2 separate regions of the Mus musculus genome follow, and region 2 is linked to region 1. A link is a contact called in public HiChIP or PLAC-seq data. All regions are on one chromosome and are shown on one strand. The core of a region is the stretch at or near the end of the contact, and the rest is flanking DNA. Distances in the headings are between cores, read along the strand shown.

What was found. HiChIP or PLAC-seq counts read pairs in DNA pulled down with a chosen protein or histone mark.
Region 2: a contact with region 1 is called in an H3K4me3 HiChIP or PLAC-seq map of fetal liver, with 2.4 times the contacts expected there. The contact joins two enhancer-like sites. A contact is called at or near these places in 16 of 39 promoter capture datasets (the 3T3-L1 cell line, 3T3-L1-derived adipocytes, the HPC-7 cell line and 10 more), 10 of 15 datasets of contacts at CTCF or cohesin (CD8 T cells, the G1E-ER4 cell line, embryonic stem cells and 5 more), 199 of 484 Hi-C or Micro-C datasets (the 3T3-L1 cell line, 3T3-L1-derived adipocytes, the AML12 cell line and 104 more), 24 of 115 datasets of contacts at active chromatin or transcription factors (CD4 single positive thymocytes, the HPC-7 cell line, PVALB interneurons and 13 more) and 4 of 9 other capture datasets (adipose tissue, embryonic stem cells, liver and 1 more).

What each region holds. Positions count from the first base shown.
Region 1 is chr7:99,514,176-99,520,545 of GRCm38.p6, reverse strand. It overlaps Gm40450 (a long non-coding RNA gene), which reads right to left. Exons shown (of 3, transcript XR_869823.2): 2 at 4,645-4,744; 3 at 3,393-3,946. Gm34172 (a long non-coding RNA gene) reads left to right here. Exons shown (of 3, transcript XR_869822.2): 2 at 3,242-3,458; 3 at 3,819-4,017. Among named protein-coding and RNA genes, the nearest start is that of Gm40450, 5.1 kb to the right of the region's middle. Within about 2 kb of position 3,560, at least 14 of the 459 cell types and tissues checked have an H3K27ac peak or open chromatin away from gene starts, as enhancers often do. A contact at or near this core is called in erythroblasts and fetal liver, where this site is marked.
Region 2 is chr7:99,590,075-99,596,444 of GRCm38.p6, reverse strand. It overlaps Arrb1 (arrestin, beta 1), which reads right to left. Exons shown (of 16, transcript NM_177231.2): 8 at 5,047-5,182; 9 at 3,857-3,941; 10 at 3,383-3,455; 11 at 1,687-1,824; 12 at 339-422. Among named protein-coding and RNA genes, the nearest start is that of Tpbgl, 34 kb to the left of the region's middle. Within about 2 kb of position 3,599, at least 10 of the 459 cell types and tissues checked have an H3K27ac peak or open chromatin away from gene starts, as enhancers often do. A contact at or near this core is called in erythroblasts and fetal liver, where this site is marked.

The sequences.
Region 1 (6,370 bases), core at 2,311-4,810:
GCTGTCCAGGGCCATACAACAAGAACCTTTCTGAAACAAAGTAACGTAAAACTGGACTGCAAGCTTGTTATTAAAATATGATCATATGGCTTCTTTGAAAAATTGATGGCATGTGTAGAAAATGAAGCATTTGATACAAACATCTGAAAACTCCTTTTTCTCTTTTGTTTGACATTATTTTACTTTCATATAAAAATGTAAATATATGCAGAAGTTAAAAAGGAAGGGGGGGAGCAAAACCAAGCATCCACTTGCCTATCACTCAGTTTCAATAGTTATTATAAAGATCACTTGGGTGTATACATGTGAGAATATTTGTGTTGTGCAGTGTGTGTGTGTGTGTGTGTGTGTGTGTGTGTGTGCACATTCACATATTTCTTTTCTTTATGGCAGCAATTCAGATCTAATGAGGTCTGTGGACTGGCCTGAGTTCCTGGCTGCATAGACTCTATGTAGACATCTCCAGGTTAGGAACTGGGAACTACATTTCCTTTTCTACCGCTCTAGTTGCTACCAAACTGCAGATGTGGTAGGTTTGCTCCTGTTAAAGGCCAGACCCTTGCCTCAGCTGTGGCTTCTTCCTGAAGCAACAGTTGCACAGTCTTCAAGTTGAGGAGGCCATTTTGGCTGTTCTCAAACCCTCAGTTTCTTTAGAGTCAACAGCATCTCTAGTTTACTTAGTTCCTAAAGGCCCATTGCTTGGTGGTCCAATCAATGTAGTTCAGGATCCCCACCTGGAGCACAAACATGGGGCATGTGTCCAGCATCCAGAAACCTTCCTTGCTACTCTGTTTATCTAAGTTTACTAAGATCCTGGTTACCCACAGTATGGATACAAGAGTGCCGAGCCAGATTAAAGGCACTTAAACTGTGCTATAATTTATATCTGGGCCTCTCTAAAGTCCAGGAAGTTTATATTAGGATTGAAAAGCTATTTGGAGCTGTAGCCACAAAAGACCCTCAGAAAACAAGCACATAGCCACGGAGTTCAGGCTTTGCCATAGAACCCCTTGGCCCTGGAGATGTAGGAGGTAGCTGGCCTTGAGCCCACAGAGGCTGCTGGAGACTCTCTGGCCTCCTCATCAAACCTGAGTCATGGGTTCTGGACTTTATTCTTTTCTCTTTTTTATTAGGGGAGCAGACTGAGGGGAGGGCAGGCAGGAGCAGAAGATGAAGGAAGTTTTGGTGTGAGTTGCCTAAGACTTCACTGCAACTTAGTTGTTGGGTCAGAATTTGAACCCGGGTCTGCTCAGATCTCTGTGTTAACCTCCTCTTCTTCCTTCCAACTGCCAAGGAATGTAGAAAGTCAAGGGACACCCTGGTGCTGACTGGAGTGTTCCTGGGAAGCCAGACAGAAATGCCTGCTATCCGGAGGGCCAAGTTCCCTGCAGTTATGCAGTTGACTCAGACAAATGTCAACAGCCACACCCAGAAACCTGAAACCAAAAGTTAACCAACCAAGAACAATCCCTTTGAAAAGTGAAAATCAGCAAATTATTTAGGTCACCTCTTGATTGACCGACTTCAATGCCTAGAGGCCTTAAATTCCATTTATTCCCAAATCCTCAGATTACAGGCCTGGGCCACACCAAGTGTGGTTAATCTCCTTAAATATTTATTATTATTATTATTAATTATTATTATTATTATGTTTTTCTTTTTTTTTAAATTAGGTATTTTCCTCATTTACATTTCCCAATGCTATCCCAAAAGTCCCCCATACCCACCCCCCACTCCTCTACCCACCCACTCCCCTTTTTTCTTTTCTAAAAAATTTATGTGCCTGATGTTTTGCTTGTATGTGTGTCTGTGTGAGGGCGTCAGATCCACTGGAACTTGAGTTACAGACAGTTGTGAGCTGCCTTGTGGGTGCTGGGAATTGGACCCAGGTCCTCTGGAAGAGCAACCAATGCTCTTAACCTCTGGGTCATCTCTCCAGCTCCTTGTTTTCTTTTTTCAAGACAGGCTCTCCCTATGTAACTCAGCTGTCCTGAAATTCACTCTGTAGACCAGGCTGGCCTCAGACTCACAGAGATCCTCTTGCTTCTGCTTCTCAAGTACTGGAACTAAAGGTGTGAGCTGCCACACCTGGCTTAACATTTTAAAGATTTTTTTTTATTTTATTTTAAACTGGATATAGTAGCACACACCTTTAATCCAAGCACTTGAGAGGCAAAGGCAGGTGGATCTCTGTGAGTTCCAGGACAGCCTACTTTACAGACTGAGTTCCAGGATAGCCAGAGCTACACAGACAAACCCTGTCTTGAAACCACTGCACTCCCCCTCAAAAAAAAAGTTTATTTATTTAATGTTTTGTGTATAAGTGTTCTGCCTGCCTGTATGCATGTATGCGTGAGTGCGTGCGTACGTACGTGCGTGCGTGAGTGTGTGTGTTAAATGCATGCCTGCTGTCGTGTGTGTGTGTGTGTGTGTGTGTGTGTGTGTGTGTGTGTGTGTGTTACATGCGTGCCTGGTGCCCTGGGAGGTCAGAATAGGGCTCTTGAATCCCCTGGAACTAGAGTTACAAATGGTTATGAACAATCGTTACAAGAGCAGCCAGTACTCTTAACCTCTGAGGCAGCTCTCCAGCCCTGCTTTAAATCTTAACTAACTCATTTTTGAAAATAAGAGTGGGGATAGCAGGTAGATTCTTAAATATGGCTGGTTAAGAACCAAACCCAGGACTCTAAGTTGAGTACATTGACCCCTCCCCAGGCCTCCAGTGTCCTTAAGGAAAGCCCTCTGAATACTCACTTCCTGAGGGGCTGGCATGGGCAAGCCTCTAACCTAACTGACCGCAGAAGGCCTGGCACAGAGTGACTGCTTGCTCCTTCAATATGTTTCTTGGGGTTTTGTTTGTTTTCTTGAAACCGGTTCTCACTGTGGCCTTGGCTAGCTTGAAACTCTCCATGTAGACTAAGCTGGCCTTGAACTCAAAGATATATGCCCACCTCTGCCTCTAAAGAGCTGGGGTTAAAGATATGTGCTACCTATAACGCCCAATGTGTGGTATGTGTGGTGTGGTATGGTGTGTGTGTGTGTGTGTGTGTGTGTGTGTGTGTGTGTGTGTGTGTGTGGTGTGGTATGGTGTGTGTGTGGTATGTGTGGTGTGGTATGGTGTGTGTGTGTGTGTGTGTGGTGTGGTATGGTATGGTGTGTGTGTATGTGTGTGTGTGTGGTGTTATGTGTATATATGTCGCTGGGGAGTAAACCTAGGTGCTCAAGCATCCTCTTGCTGCAGGGTTCTTTGAAGTGACAGCACCCATTTCTCACGTGGCCTTGGCATAGAAAACCAGCATCCCTGGAACTCCTGACTCTGAGCCCATTGCACATTGGTTTATTTTCTCATCATCTTGAAGCATCTTGAAGAAGGTCCAGGAAGGACAGGAAAGTGAGGTAGAACCAAGTTTTAATGATGGTGGGAAGCAGCTCCCTACAACCTGCAAGTGGACTCAAAGGTGAGTCACAGGCCAGACTGTGCCTTTTTAAGCCTAGCACAGAGTCTGGTTGCCTCTGGCCTGTACGTAAATTAGGGATCGAGTTGAGAGGCTGCTGGTTGGCTGAACTGAATGGGTGTGAGGGACTTTGGTTGGGTGGGAGATAAGGTAGGAGAGGCAAGCTCAGGAAAAGATAAACAAGGCAAGAAAATTTTCCAGGGGTGGGGGTGGGCCTGGGAGGTAGGAAAGCAAAGGCTGGCGGTCAACAGCCTGCAGAGCAAGGCTGGTAATCATCTTGGTGAGTCAGAGCCTTTTTAAAAGTCACAGTTTCTGGGGCTGGAGTTAGGGCTCAGAGGCTAACAGGTCCCATTATTCTTGCAGAGCACCCAAGTTTGGAGTCCAGAGCCTTGGTTGGTTGACTTACAGCTGCTTGTTACTCCAGCTCCGGGGTATCTCACGATCTGGCTTCCTCAGATGCCTGCCTGCACTCAAGTGCATATACCTACACACTGAAACACACACACGTACGGTTAAAAAAGGTAAATAACGGGGCTGGAAAGATGGCTCAGTGGTTAAGATCACAGCTATACATTCAGGCAAAACGCCCACAAGTAAAAATTTTTTAAAATGAGTAACTAATTTTTGAAAACTTTAATAATAATAAATATTAAAAATCTAAAATGCCCAGTTCTGAGTTAAATCTCCAGCTTTGGGTCCCACCTCTGTATTCACTCTCTGTGCAGAGTGTGCAGAAGCCAGGCTTGCCACGCTATAGATGTCCCCTCTCTGAGATAAGCTGCTGGCTTCTGCCTGAAGAGAGCTCCCTTGGAAGCTGGCTCTGCTCCATGGCGCCTTCCTATCTAGCTACCTGGAAAAAAACTGCCTTGCTCCTCAGACCCAGCACTAGGCAGGCACTCTGCTACACTCCTAACGCTTGATTGACTGACTGGGACACAGTGTCCCATACATAGCCCAGGCTGCCCACCAGCTTGCTATGCAGTTGAGGAGAATCTTTAACCTCTCTCTCCATCTTCTGAGTACTGAGATTACAGATCTGTGCCACCATGCTTAATTACGTTGTCTGTGTTTCTGATGGTCAAACCTAGGGCCTCCTGCATGTTGCATATCCTACCAACTAAGCTACAAACCCCACCTCTTTTCATGTTTTTATTTTAAAGCAGGGTCTCAGAAAGTCTTTGAGACTGACCTTGAGCTTGTTGGGTAAACCCTGTAGGCCTTGAACTTCTGATCTTCTCCACTGAGCCTCTTGGGTGTCTGGAATAACAGACTTGTGCCACCAGGTACTGCTGTTAAAATAATTTTTAGAATTTTTTTTTTTTTTTTTTGCCCCAGCTCCCGGAATGACGTCTCTGAGACTAGTTATTTAGTATGAAATCCCTAGGCCATAAGCTTTGTCTCATTCCCTGACTAGTTCTTCTCTTACCTTATTTAACCATTTAAACTATTCTATGTCTACCACTTAGTTAGTTACCTCTCTTCAGTCCTGGCCTGCTTCTTTCCTTCTCTTTCTTTCTTTCTTTCTTTCTTTTTTTTTTTTTTTTTTTTTTTTTTTGGGTTCCCCGGGTAGGCCTGGCTGTTCTGGAACTCACTCTGTAGACCAGGCTGGCCTTGAACTCAGAAATCCTCCTGCCTCTGCCTCCCAAGTGCTGGGATTAAAGGCGTGCATCATCACCACCCAGCAGGCCTGCTTCTTTCTTTGTGTCTCCTCAGTATCTCCCTGAATTCATCTACCTACTGTCTTACATCTGTCCTCTTGGTCCATCTCTCCAAAACTCTCTCTCTCTCTTAAATACCTGTGTCTCCCTTTATTCTATCCTGAGTTCAGTTGCTTGGTGATTAACGCCTGGAACTCAGGCTCTCTCTGAGTCCTCTCTCTCCTGGTCTTGCCTAGTGTCTCCTTTTATTCTTTCACTATTACCCAGAATCCTCTCTTCCTGCCAGTGTTCCGCCTCCTATTTCCTGCCTCAGCTCATTGGTCATTGGTCTTTTTTTATTGACAGATGATGCTTATAATAGAGTTTCTCCAGAAGGTACAGCATGAGTTCTTTTCTGAAAACTATCCCACTTTCTCTGTATTGGGTGGTTGTGTAGTTTTATTTGTTTGTTTAAAGAGAGGAAACTGAGGGCTGGAGAGATGGCTCAGTAGTTCAAAGCGTATACTGCTCTTGCAGAGGACTCAAGTTCAGGGCCCAGCACTCACTTTGAGTGGCTCACAAGCACCTGTAACTCCAGTTACTGGAGATCTGATGCTGCTAGCCTCTGCTGGCACCTGTACTCATGTGCACATATGTATACACATAAATAAAAATAATGAAAATCTTAAGAGGGAGTTCCTTCCCATGTAGTCAGGGGAGGGAACAGAGGTGAAATGGGTCAGGTACTTAGTAGACATTTTGCTGAATGTCTTCCGAGGAAATCGAGGGAAGTGACGGGGAGAGAATGAGTGGTCAGAACAACGTCAGAGTGACCCTCCTGACTTTTCTGAAGGCAGGGATGGGACCTGACAGGAATCTGTGAATCTGAGCCTTTCAAGAAGAAGACCAAGCTCATGGCACTGTGAGAAGCCCATCTCCAGAGTCCACTCATTCCTTATCTATTGTTGAGCACCTACTGTGTCCAAGGCTTAATTGAAGTGCTAGGGACACAGCAAGAACAGAAGTTTAAAAATCCTCAAGGATAGTCAGGCTTGGTGGTGCACACCTTTAATCCCAGCACTCGGGAGGCAGAGGCAGGCGGATTTCTGAGTTCGAGGCCAGCCTGGTCTACAGAGTGAGTTCCAGGACAGCCAGGGCTACACAGAGACACCCTGTCTCGAAAAAAAAAAAAAAAAAAAAGTCCTCAAGGCTAGCAAGATGGCTCAGCACTTGTTGGTCTTCCAGAGGACTCATGTTCAGTTCCCAGTACTCCACAAT
Region 2 (6,370 bases), core at 2,350-4,849, 76 kb before region 1:
AATTCAGCTCTGGGTTTTTCGATCTCCGAGAGCCGTGTGTGCACACTGTGTCCTGAGATGTGAGGAAGTCCTTGTAGCCCGAGAGTCACGGCACAGTCTGAGGACACCCAGATTCATATAGGCTGTACCCAGTCCCCAGAGCCAGACTCGGGCCTAGGCTAAGGAGCAGGAGAGAGGGATAGAGATGGAGGAGAGGAGGCGCTCCAGCCAGTGGAGAAGAAATCAGAGGAGGGGAGAGAAAAGCAAGTCCTTAAGTCTCGCCTCCTCAATGAGAAGATGCAGCTAAAGGCCAAGCAAGCAGGTGGGACGAGCAGGGGTTCTGGGACAGCTGGACTTACCCGCCCCGGGACACCACCAGTTTCACCTTGACTTTGTAGGAAACGATGATGCCCAGGATTTCACGGTTGGCACCTTCCCGCAACCTGCAGGAAGACGGGGAAGCTGGACCTTGGGGCTCCTTGGTGGGCGGAATGTGGTAGGCATTGGCATATGTTGGGAGGCACCACTGTCCATCCATCTCCTGAGCCTCCAGGTCCAACAGTTAGGAAAGGGAGCTGAGCCCAGTGCACTGGCACTTGTAGGCCTGGATTCTGTTTATGTCCCTCTTTGTGGTACTGGAGATTAAATCCACAGTCTCATGCCTGATGGGCAAGCGCTCTACCACTGAGCTATGACCCTAGTTCCTTGGGTTCCACATCTAGCGATAAGATGTCCTTGTTCTGTAGCCCTAGTGGACTCTCCTCCCTGCCTCACCAGTGCCACACAGTGCCGTGAGAACAGGCCCTAACCGCCCTCCCACCACTTACTTCTCTCACACTGCTTATGCTCGGTAACCCACAAGCAGAAAGAGCCACACTGAGAGCTGAGAAGCCAAGGGTAGCTGGGAGTCAGGGTAACATGGGAAGGATATGCTAAGTAGATACCTGGTGGTGGGGTGTTGAGGGCAGATCAGGTACAAGTCAGAGTAAAAGGAGGACAAAGAGCTTGTTGGTAAATGGGAGGCCTATGAGGGGTGATAATGTGATTGTCTAGCCTGAGCCAAGTCTGAGAGTGGGGAGCGTGGTCTCGGAATCAACAGACAAAGACCAAATCCCTTGCAGAGAGCCAGATATCATCAGAGGGAATGAAAGTCCCCCCACAACTGTCTGAACTCTTCTAGGGTGGGACAACCCTGAAGGCTCAGTGATGCCCATGGACCAAATGGCCTAATGGTGCCTCATGTGGAAGGACCCCCATATCTATACCCAGTTCCCCTCTTTTCCCCAGCCTCTCCAAGCCCCCATTTATCTCCTTCCAGTACTCTTCTAGAAGCGATTCTCTCCCCTCCAACCCTGACAGCATCAGGGACACACCCCAGTCTGTATTCAGGACTTTGGGCTAAGAGCTGCCAATTCTTAAAGAAAGCTTTTCTGGTTGTGTCCCCCAGAGGCAAATGATGGGACCCGGTAGTCTTTGGCTGGGTGGGTAGGAGTAGAAAGAGATCCTCCCTGGGTAGCCACACTCCAGGGGACTGGCCCTAGTCAAGACTTGGGCAAGAGCCTAAACCTCATCCTCATGGTGGTGGGCCAAGAGGGTGGGGCCCCGTCGTGGAGAGGGCACCGGGGGGCCTGGGACTCACAGCATCTGGGTCTTAGGGGCGGGCTCTCACTCATAGCATCTGGGTCTTAGGGGCGGGCTCTCACTCACAGCGTGCTGGAAGCCAGATTCGTGTCCTCATGCTTGAGCTTCCCGTCGAGGGCGAGTCCCCGCTTCTCTCGGTTGTTGGCCAGGAAGGGAGTCAGCGTATAGACCTTGCAGAATGTTGAGCTGGGTGCCACATTGTCACTGGGAAGTAGAGAGGCAGCATGAAGATGACTCTTATCACAGCCAGCCCTAACCCAGCCAAGACGCCTGGACTGGCCCTGTTCCACAACGCCCTCTGCCAGCAACCCTTATCTCCCAGATGCAGGCAACCACTTGGGCTGAGCCCAGCTCAAGCAGCAAGCCCACTGCCATGGGAAAGAGGAGAGGCCCACCACACACAAGCAGGACTAATCCTAAACTAGGCATGGTCACCATGCACACTTAAATAGCACACTTTTAAAAAAGATTATTTATTTTATGTATATGAGTACACTGTCCCTATCTTCAGACATACAAGAAAAGGGCATTGGATCCCATTCCATGGTCATGAGTCACCATGTGGTTGCTGGGAACTGAAATCAGGACCTCTGGAAGAGCAGTCGGTGTTCTTAACCACTGAGCCATCTCTCTAGCCCACACATTTATTTTTAGTTTTTATTTAATGATTAAGTTTTTAATTTGTGTGTGTGTGTGTGTGTGTGTGTGTGTGCCTCCATGACTGTCTGTGCACCACTCACATGCAAGTGCCCTCATTGGCCAGAAGAGCGCATCATATCCCCTAGAACTAGACTTACAAGCTGCTGTGAGCAGCCTGGTGTGGGTACTGGAAAATGAACCCTGGTCCTTTGGAGGAAGAACAGCACGTGCTCCTAACTGCTCAGCCATCTCTCCAGCCCACGTTTATGTTCAAAAGTGGGCATACAAACCATGAGTAAATGCCTGGAAGCCCCCACCTAGGTTCTACCATTGAAACTTTACTTGCTGCAATGTGTATCTATCAGTCATGCACAGGAACCTCTGTTGTTCCCTTTGGCTGGTGCTATTTTATCCCCCATCTCCCTTCTCAAAGATGAGGCAGATGCGTGCACCTGACACTGGGACAGTCCTGGAATAAGACCTAAATTTGCCTCTTGAAGGGAGCAGAGCCGGCCACATCTCAACCCCAAGCCCAACCCCACAGGAATGCTTACTGGAAGCCCAGGCAGCTACCCTTTCTCCAGACTGCAGATGCAAATATGTGACAGACTATGGCTATGACTATGTTCCACTTGGGGTTAAATGCTCTCCTGGCTCTGGGTCATTCAACGTACCCCCCAACACTCACCAGAAGTCTATGTCTCATGGCTGTAGGTTTTATTCTTAATCAACAGTGAATTTGAGAATATCCAATAATGCAAGAATATTTGGTTTAGTAATAACAGCTCCATCTCTAGAATATTAGAAACCATGTCAAAGTGGCAGGTGCAGTTGCTCACACCTATAACGTCAGCGCTTGGAAGGCTAAAGTAGAAGGATTGCCCTGATTCCAAGTAAGCTCAGGCTCTGAGTTTCAGGCCAGCCTGGTCTCAAAGTGAGACCTGGACTCAAAGACCGAAACAGAAGCCAGTGAGGCTACTCAGCACATAAAGGCACATGCCACATGAGTCCTACCCCAGGACATCTCTCTGCAGGTTGAGAAGAGATGCCTGGGCCTGGACTCAGAGCTCCCCTTTGTCCTGTCTAGTCCCACCTGTCCAAAGTCGGCTTCAGACACACTTACTCAGCCTCCTCCATGGCCACTGGGCACTTGTACTGAGCTGTGTTGAAGAGACAGATGTCTGCATACTGGCGCACTGGGGAAAGAGGGAGCAGGGGAGGTGGGTACATGAGTCAGGGGGTACCTCTCAAGATAGCCCTCAAGTTCCCTGTAGTAGGTGTGCTTGCTTAGATTGAGACAACGACCAGCATTTATCAGAGGCCACCACCCCAGACTCCACCCACACAGAAAACCCCATCAAAACCCAGTCCCTTCCATGACCAAATCTTTCCTCCCAGAACAGCTTGTCCAGGGCCCAGAAAGCCTATGAAGGGGCATGCAAAGCGGTAAACCCACTGCCCCAAGTGCCTACAGCTTTGAAGCCACTGTAGGCTGACAGCAGACCCAAGCTTCCAAAGCTACTAATGGTATCATCTCAGGCTTTTAACAAAGGCCACACCTGCAGCTATCCCAACCCTCGGTAGGATCCCCAGCTACCCGAGATCTTGATCTTCTTCACAGTCTTGTTGGTGTTGTTGGTGACGTGGACATTAACGCTGATGGGTTCTCCGTGGTAATAGATCTGTGAGGCAGATGACAGGAGAGCATGGACAGGGACACTGAACTCTGCCCCCAGCTCACCAGCCACTTCCCACTGAGATAAAAGTGTCACAAAACTACCAAGCATATGGACCTTCAGTACCACTGTGGGACCTTTCAAAGATATCTGTATTAGAAGATGACATTCCTGAACTCGGGGGACTGCTCTGCCAGTCAAGTACTTGTGTTGCAAACACGAGGACCTGAGTTTGATCTTGTAATCCCAGCACTAGGGAGGCAGAGACAAGAGGATCCCTGAGGCTCGGTGCCCACAGAGTCTAGCCGAGTTAGTAAGCTCCAGGCCAATGAGAGACTGCCTCAAAGGAGGGGGATGGCACTCCTGAGAATAATACCTCCAAGGCTGTCCTCCAGATGTACACACACACCCACCCACCCATGCACACTCACACATACACACATAGGAAAATGAAGCTGACATCTTCGGCTCCAGTCTCATTCTGACCACCAGCTAAGACAGCAATAATAGCAATGATGGTGACAACCATTGCATAACCTTGGACAGGTTAAGTGAGATGCTGTTTCTCCTTTATCCTATGTGCAGGCTTGAACAGAGTAAGGTCTCAAGTTCCTGTGGGCTCTGATGGTCTGGGTTCACAGACACATTAAACTCTAGAAGACTCAGAGAAAGAGAGGAAAGGCTAACCAGCTACTGGAGGACCTGCTCGGAATTCTCAGGGACCACCTTGTCCAGGCTCTTGTCTTTAGCTACCCCAAGAAGGAGGGACATACCCATACCCCAGTCAGCTGGCTCAGAGTCACCTGACTTCAAGAACTTTTCACCTTCTAGCTCACTGATAAGGGTAATAGCAAGGAGACCCTGAGTCCTGTTCCCCATCACCACCCTGCTGATTAGCTGGGGTTCTCCCTCCAGTTTGAAACAGGCAATTATAAGAGTGTAAGGAGGAATGGCCAGGACCCTTCCATTGCTCCTGTTCCATAGGTGCACATGCCCACCTCTGCCAGTCCTTTGGACCCCAACAGGATTCCCCAAACCCTCAAGGACAGTCCAGAGACACTGGGACCTGAGGGATAGTAGAGCTGAGGACAGTGGTGTCTGGGCCTCTTACCTCCTTATCCAGTGATGCCTCAAGGTGTAGGGGCTTGTCTGACATAAGGAACTGTCTGGTAGTCTCAGCCGTGGGCTGAGGGCCAGGTCTCTCAGGGGCATACTGAACCTTCCGGATGACTAGCCGCACAGAGTTCCTAAGGAAGATGCATGGGGAGAAAGACAGAGTCACCAGCCTCCACTCTCTTCTCTGTAATACCTAGACCCCTCTCCTGTTCAAGAGTCTACTGTAGCTCCCCATTGCCCACTGATCACAGAGGTTGAGCAGGAGGGTTTGTCACCATGTGACTCAGCCCCAGCCTCCTCAATTCTGTCCCTGAGCCACCCGACAACAGCACTTCATTTGGGTCTGCGTGTCCCAGTCCCCAGCATGATGGTAAGAAAGGGCCTATTTTTTACTTTGTGTTCCCCGTGTCTCCTAATAGTGTAAGCCGCTGGAGGATGGGAACTTCTTGCCCAGCTGGTTCACTACCACGGTCTCAGCACACGGGCCAGTACCTGCTGCCTGGCAGCCTTATCTGCTATGTGGAAGCATGCAGAACTGACAGGCCCTTGTGGGAGGTGGAGGTGGGGGGGTCATTATGGGATGTTGATTCAGCCAAGAGGTGCAGGAGAGTGAAGAGGTGACTCAGTGAGACTCACAAGTGAGAGGGGTTCAGTGGAGGTCACAAGGCTTAGGGTAGAAGCAAAGACGGACTGAGCTGGTGAGTATGACCTGGGGAAATTACCTCCCTGTGCATCAGTTTTCTCATTTGTGAAACAATGACAACAGCACTTAGCCCTCAGGACCCCGGGGAAGGTTAAACCACATCTGTCCATTACTGTGAACATGACCGGAACTAACTAAGCCTTTGAGAACTGACAGCTATTGTATCATTATGACTAGTGAATCTTGGGAGTAGACTTAAGATGCCCCATTGGGAGAGGGTGAGGGTGGTGACTCTCAGTGTTTCCTGCTGTTCATTATTCTGCTCAAAATCCCTCTCATATCCCATAACGCCATTAGGTCTCCTTTGTCACAGATCTTAAGGGGACAGACACAAGAGAGAAGAGTCTTTCTTGTCTCCCCCATACAAGAACAACCACACAACAGATGAAAATGCTTGTGATACTCCTAGTCGCCACCAGGTGGCAAAGTCATCCCTAAAGAGCTGGTGAGCACCCCTCAGCGGCTGACTTAGGATGCAAGGGCATCATAGCCAGGTGAAGGCCAGGAGGCAGGAGGTCTGAATCCCAGGACCCCCAGGAAGGGCAGCCATGAGAAGTCAGGACCAGAAGCTTTGTCCCCCCTGTCTGCCAAGCACTATGGGAAAATGTTGGCTCTC